Regions from separate parts of the Mus musculus genome. Here region 2 is linked to region 1. A link is a contact called in public Hi-C data. All regions are on one chromosome and are shown on one strand. The core of a region is the stretch at or near the end of the contact, and the rest is flanking DNA. Distances in the headings are between cores, read along the strand shown.

The links. A called contact is a pair of places that touch in the nucleus more often than the background predicts.
Region 2: a Hi-C map of uterus shows a contact between it and region 1, with 3 times the contacts expected there. The contact joins two enhancer-like sites. A contact is called at or near these places in 10 of 484 Hi-C or Micro-C datasets (the C2C12 cell line, the MC3T3-E1 cell line, the N1E-115 cell line and 3 more) and 1 of 115 datasets of contacts at active chromatin or transcription factors (vascular smooth muscle cells).

What each region holds. Positions count from the first base shown.
Region 1 is chr1:179,058,803-179,061,744 of GRCm38.p6, forward strand. The region is part of intron 8 of Smyd3 (SET and MYND domain containing 3); the gene reads right to left. Among named protein-coding and RNA genes, the nearest start is that of Gm31349, 270 kb to the right of the region's middle. Within about 2 kb of position 1,404, at least 88 of the 459 cell types and tissues checked have an H3K27ac peak or open chromatin away from gene starts, as enhancers often do. A contact at or near this core is called in uterus, where this site is marked.
Region 2 is chr1:179,141,785-179,144,831 of GRCm38.p6, forward strand. All of the region lies in intron 5 of Smyd3 (SET and MYND domain containing 3), which reads right to left. Among named protein-coding and RNA genes, the nearest start is that of Gm31349, 180 kb to the right of the region's middle. Within about 2 kb of position 1,782, at least 29 of the 459 cell types and tissues checked have an H3K27ac peak or open chromatin away from gene starts, as enhancers often do. A contact at or near this core is called in uterus, where this site is marked.

The DNA.
Region 1 (2,942 bases), core at 154-2,653:
GACACGGTGCCTTTCAGGGGCCAGTAGTCACCAGGAATGAGAGAGCCAAGTTTCCTCAATAGGGTAGGGTCCTGGCACAGGTGGCTGGACACATCCTTGGGAAGTGGCTGCTGGCAACATCCGATGAAGCATTAGAGGTACCAATCCGGGTTTACCTTGCAACAGGAAGCCACAGACAACTCTACTTGCTAGGTTTGCAAGCGCTTGATGTTGGAACTCTTGTGCTAGCTTAATTTCAGATGGTTCTCATTAAAATGGAGAAAGAGAAGGGCGATCTGCCTTCCTGTGTTTCCTGTTATCCGATCCCCACGTAAACTCTAATTAGATTGATCAGAGAGGAGGAGGAGGATAGGATCGGAACGGAATTAAGGAACACTTATAAACTTCCCTAGTGAGGCAACAATTCCAGTGTGTTAAAAGGAAGAAGGGGTACTCTGTTACTTTATATTAAAAAGAAAGTAGCATACGGTTCAAATAGCATGCCTGTCCTCTGGAGAGGGGCAGGGAGCCCTGAAATAAAACCCAGGATGGGAACAGTCTAATCTTCAGTGTCTTTGACTGCAGTACTTTGGTTCATGGATAACATACTGGGACTAATAGATTAGCTCACAGGCTCATTCAAGAACCTTTATGATTAACAGGAAACATCAACTGGAACCAATTTCCACTTCCTTTGGCAAAAATACCTGAAAGCAGTCCAGGTTTAACTTAGGGGGAGAAAACGGTTCTTTCATAACATGGGAAAAAAGGCTGAAACCAGAGCATTCACCATTGTATGAACCCCACGGCAGCCAATGGGCACAGTGGGCACGAAGGGGTGTGGAGGGAAAGGCAAGAATGCTTGCTACTTAAGACAGAATCAAACTGCTGTGTGCCCCGATCAGGCATTAGGGAGCAAAGGTGTGTCTGCTTTTCACTCTGGCACAAACCGGCTTTGTAGAAACTACACAGTTTTACAAGGCAATGTCCGTGCAACCCATCTCAGGTTCAAGGTTAAATTTCCAGTGACGGAGAAGTTCCAGGAGGAAGGGGACGTTCACGTCACAGCGAAGCTCCTGCAACCACCAAAGCCATTTACACTGGCAACACCCGCATCTACAAAAGTTGGGGCTTTCTGAGAGCTGAGCCACACCAGTGGAGCCTGCTGACGATCCGTTTTTACAGGCAGCATTCTGCAGGGAACAGGCATGATGGACCAACATGCAGAGGCAGTTAAACATTCTGGGAGGATATTTAAGGGAGCACCTCTTTGCATCTTCCCCATGCTGCAGAGTCAAGCGCCTGAGAACGCACAGTGGGGATCATACAAAGCGTGAGGCTACTGGCTTGGCTCGCAAAGGCACATTCAAACGAATTCTTTTCACATTTGTGGAGAAACTATCCAACGGATGGCTTGTGCGGCTGTAAATGCATGTGACTCAGGCCGAGTTCTGCCAGTCTCCTTTTGTAAACACCACGAGGTGGGAGGTTTGAGACTCTGGGAAAAATGCAAAGATTTTTACAGGAAAACTGTCCTAATGCAGGCAGCCATGAAGATAAAGTACACCCCGCCCCCTGCGTGCCCCAAATTTCAGGACAGGTTTTATTTTAATGGAGACTGAAACCACAGCTCTCTGCTCCTTAATCTTTTTTATGTCCCTTACTGGGAGCAGCTGCTTTCACTCACCTCTACATACAGACAGGAAATTGCTTCAAACTACAACAGAACAGATTTAAGGGGCAACATCCTGATGGTGAAGGTTAGGATGGGCTAGATGCAGGCGTTCCAAAGACATTTCAAAATAGGATGAGGGCTGGCTGTGTGCTAGAGCCCTCGCCAGGCCATTGGCTTGATCCCCAGCACTGAATTGATCACTGGACAATTTTAGGTCGCAGGCTCGAGGCATTGTGTGGCAGAAACCACGAAAGCAGCATCAAGGAGTTGGGACTCAGCTCCCAGCTCTGCTGTTGGCCAGTCAGTTGCAAGACTCAGAGCTAGACCCAGTGCCTCGGTGAAAACTCGATTATGGTTACCATGGAGATGGAAACTAATCGTTCCAGTCCATTGGTCACATAGGTGTCTGCGGTGCCTGAGGACAGTTCTTAGACTCAGAGAGTAGAGACTTTGAGCATGTGTGGTCCTGCAAATTGCAAGCCCCTTCCTTCCTTCTTTCTTCCCCTTCTTCCTTCTATTTTAAGCTGAGTTTTCTCCAGCACCACCCCAGCCAGAACAGAGAGAGTATGTGGCACAGAACAAAGACTGTACTCAACATGGCACCGCCTGTTGCCAAGCCCAGACTTGGACCAAGGGTATTTAATTTGTGTGCTTCCCCTGACATCCATGATTGTAACGGTCAGTAGGGGTGATAGCCAAAACCCAGGCAGCTTATGGCATTTGTTTATCTCCTAAGACAAGCACATCAGATTACTTAACCTGTAATCCCCAAACAAGTGGTGAGTTTGGCTGGGGCCCACACTTGCAATTTCAGATAACCAGTCAGTCCTGTGACACAAGTGTAGAGACACTTTTAAAGAAGGTCAGCGCTGGGGTAACCAAAGAAAATTATGTCATTAGGGAATCAGAAGCCACGCCTTAATATCTGTTAGTGCAACTTCTGGTAGCACACTAATCTATCTTTCTCTCTTTTATTTTTCAGAGCTTGGATGCACAAATCCACAAGAACTTCCTTATGCTTAATGAGGCCACATCGGACTCCTCTGACCTCGTGCCAAATGAACAAAAAGCTCAAGAAGACTATGTCACAGTTTGAGGGGTACAACATCAAAACTTTGCTTAAAAGTAGAGGAGGTCTATCTTGTCTTTCAATAAGTATGCAGACACATACTTCCGGAGTCTGGTGCTCCTGAGGGGTGCAGGGGTCACTGCAGAAGGCCATCACTCCCAGGCTATGGGGTTGACAGGGCCACCCCTTTTTCACCTTGGGAAGAGAGGAGGCCAGCAT
Region 2 (3,047 bases), core at 532-3,031, 83 kb after region 1:
TGGCAGCCCCCCTCCCCCATCCTGCTGTGGTTGTAGATGGTCCTGAGAAGATACCACGGGAGCTCTGTATGATATCTCCAACATCTCAAACATTCAGAAGCTAACCTGCAGAGAGAGTGTCTCTATCCTTTTGAGGACTGAATTTCTAAAGCATTAATGGGACAGCACTGAGTTCTCTACAAAATTAAGCAGGAAAAAGCTTGCTACATCAGGTGTGAAGAGAGATTCCAGTCTACTGGGCAGGAAGACCATGTTTTTGGAGTCTCCTCCCACCTGCTCCCACTGCAGGGTCCACACACAGACATCTTGGTGATGCACTTTGCAATGTGAGTGTGCTGTAGATTCAACAAAGAAAAATGAGGTGTGAAGAGAAGAGGAAGCTCATTGGTAGAGAAGACTGGTGGGTGGGCTTTAGAAGAAGACTGTAAAGGTCAAAGATATGTTGTCGAGTGAAGATATGTAGACACAAGGAGGTGCTGGGATAGATGGGCAAAACATACCAGTTCTCACTCCATTAGGCTTCAGGGCATCCCAACAGGATGCTCTTACCCACTCTCAGGAGCCACAGTGGGGCATCTAGTGTATCTATGCGACCACAGTGCCATCTAGTGGAGTGGTGGAATTATTATTTTTTAATGACCTCTTCAGAACCATACAGGATCAAACCCACATTGAAAAGACTCCAGGCACTAAGTTAGGGTGACAGAACGCTCTTATCAATAAACATGCTCACAGATCTTGATGTCTTATAGGTTACTTCTCAAGACAAGGGAGGCATAGCTACAGTCTGACTTCAACACCATTCCATAGTTACCCTTTTGTGTTGGCTCCTTATCGAGACATTCAGTGAAAAAAGTCATAAGACAATAACACAGGCTTAGCATACACGTGAGGTATAGCTATCTCAGATATAGTCACTAACTAGGTCCTAATATCCATTTTCTGCGGCTTTTTACCACCCACAATTTCCGCATGAAACTCCCCAATAAGAAATACGACGACAGTGTAAGCCAGGCGTGGTGGCGCACTCCTTTAATCCCAGTACTCAGGAGGCAGAGGCAGGCGGATTTCTGAGTTTGAGGCCATATAAAACATGGGTCCCAAATGTGTCATCAGTATTTCTGTGTCTTCTGTTACTGATTCTGGGGAGCAAAACAGGGTGGGGGGTGCTAAAGTTCATACTCTGTTTGGCTTAGGTCTGAACTGGAATCCAGAACCACAGACTTGTTAGTCTCATGCCTGTGTGTGAGATGGGTGTGGTGCGAGGATTTCATGAGACAAGGTATCCTATCAGCAGAGGGAATGCTACAAGTTCATTTCCTTTCTGCTGCCTTCTGAACAGATCTCTCAGAGAAGTAACAAGTCTCAATTTTTAGTTGAGCTGCCAGAGTTACATTCCTTGCTTCTAACTGAGAGAAGGGGAAACCCTTCTGAAATCCTGACTCTCAACCCATCCGCCAGCCCAGTTTCTACTTGAAAGTCAACCAGTTAATGAGTGAGGGGTGCGGATGGAGTCCTGCCAGCCACAGTACCAGGAGAGTTCATAACACATTTGACTTTAATTCATGTGTACTGTAATCCTGTGGGTTAAAGGACCGTAAATGTTGTTCTGGTTTTTCTTATACTTCAAAGGAAGCAATTTAATGGCCATGAATTATAGTCCCTCCATTACAGCGTAACTAAGAAACACAACTGTTTCTCGTAGGATTGCCAATCTGGCTCCTTCACTAAAGGAACTTCAAGGCAAGAATTTAAACAAAGTAACGCATTCGGGCTCTCGGGCTTCCTCATGCTGTGGGATGCTCTGCTCTCAGGAGCCCTGAGAATCAGAGGTCACCCTGAAGGCTATGTAAGGTTGAGGCCTGGTTGAGCTGTGGATGGGCCAACTGGTAAGATGTGTGGATCTGTGTGTGTGTGTGGGGGGAGGGGGGACCATAAGATACAGTGAAAGGAAATACTGTTTCCCTGGGAGGCCCACGCGGTACAGGTGCTACCAGAAACAAAACAAAAGCGATAATATCATTTATTTAATAAATAGAAGCCACAGCAACATAAATAAAGGCCAGGCGTGTTGGGGGTATAACTGCAACCCTAGCCTAGCACTCAGGAAACTGAGACAGGAGAACTCAGGGTTTGAGGCTAGTCTGGGCTGTATAGTAAAACCCTGTCAGAAAAGGAAAAGAAAGGGAGGGCTGGGGGGCGGGGAGGGGAGGAAAAAAGAGGGAGATGTTTAACAAATATAAACTCCTCCTATCTTTTTGTCAACTGATAGTCCAACAGAAAGACCATAAACTATTCTCATTGCCCCAAGAACCAAGATACACAGCACAGCTTTTCCTTACGGTAACCAAAACAGCTCTGGAGGCTGAGAAGCGGTCGGCATATGGTGGAGCAATTTCATCATCACGACCTGGACTTGATTTGCAATCCTAATTCCTCAGCTCACTCCCTGTCAAGATTTAGACAACTTCCTTAAGCTCTGGTTTGCTCATCTACAGGAGACAGCACTCCATCTCCATACAGAGGCTGCCACGGAAGCAAAGACAAGATAATGTGAACTCGAGGAGATGAATGCAGCCTTGGGGAGTTCCAGTCCTCCAGCATGCTGAAAGCCAGCAGTCACCAGGCCAGGCTGGAGGACAAAAGGAGGAGGCAGAGTCGAAAGGATATTACAAGGAAACAAAACAATACACCCTAATGGCCCGTTTACTTACTGCTAGTCCTTCTCAAACAGAAAACAATGAACACTGACTGCACAGGTGAAAGGATGTGTGGTGGAGGCCTGGCATACAAAGATGTTACATAGTTTATGAGTGTGTGTGTGTGTGTGTGTGTGTGTGTGAGAGAGAGAGAGAGAGAGAGAGAGAGAGAGAGAGAGAGAGAGAGACCGAGAAAGACCCGCCTTTCTCCCATAAATTGAGGAAATATGTACAGAAAGTGGGCTGTGATACACAAACCATGTATAATTCTGACTACTCTTAAGGTTATTTTCAAAAGAATCCATGGGTACAGTTGTGTGACAAAGTGCTTGTGGAACACACGGAAAG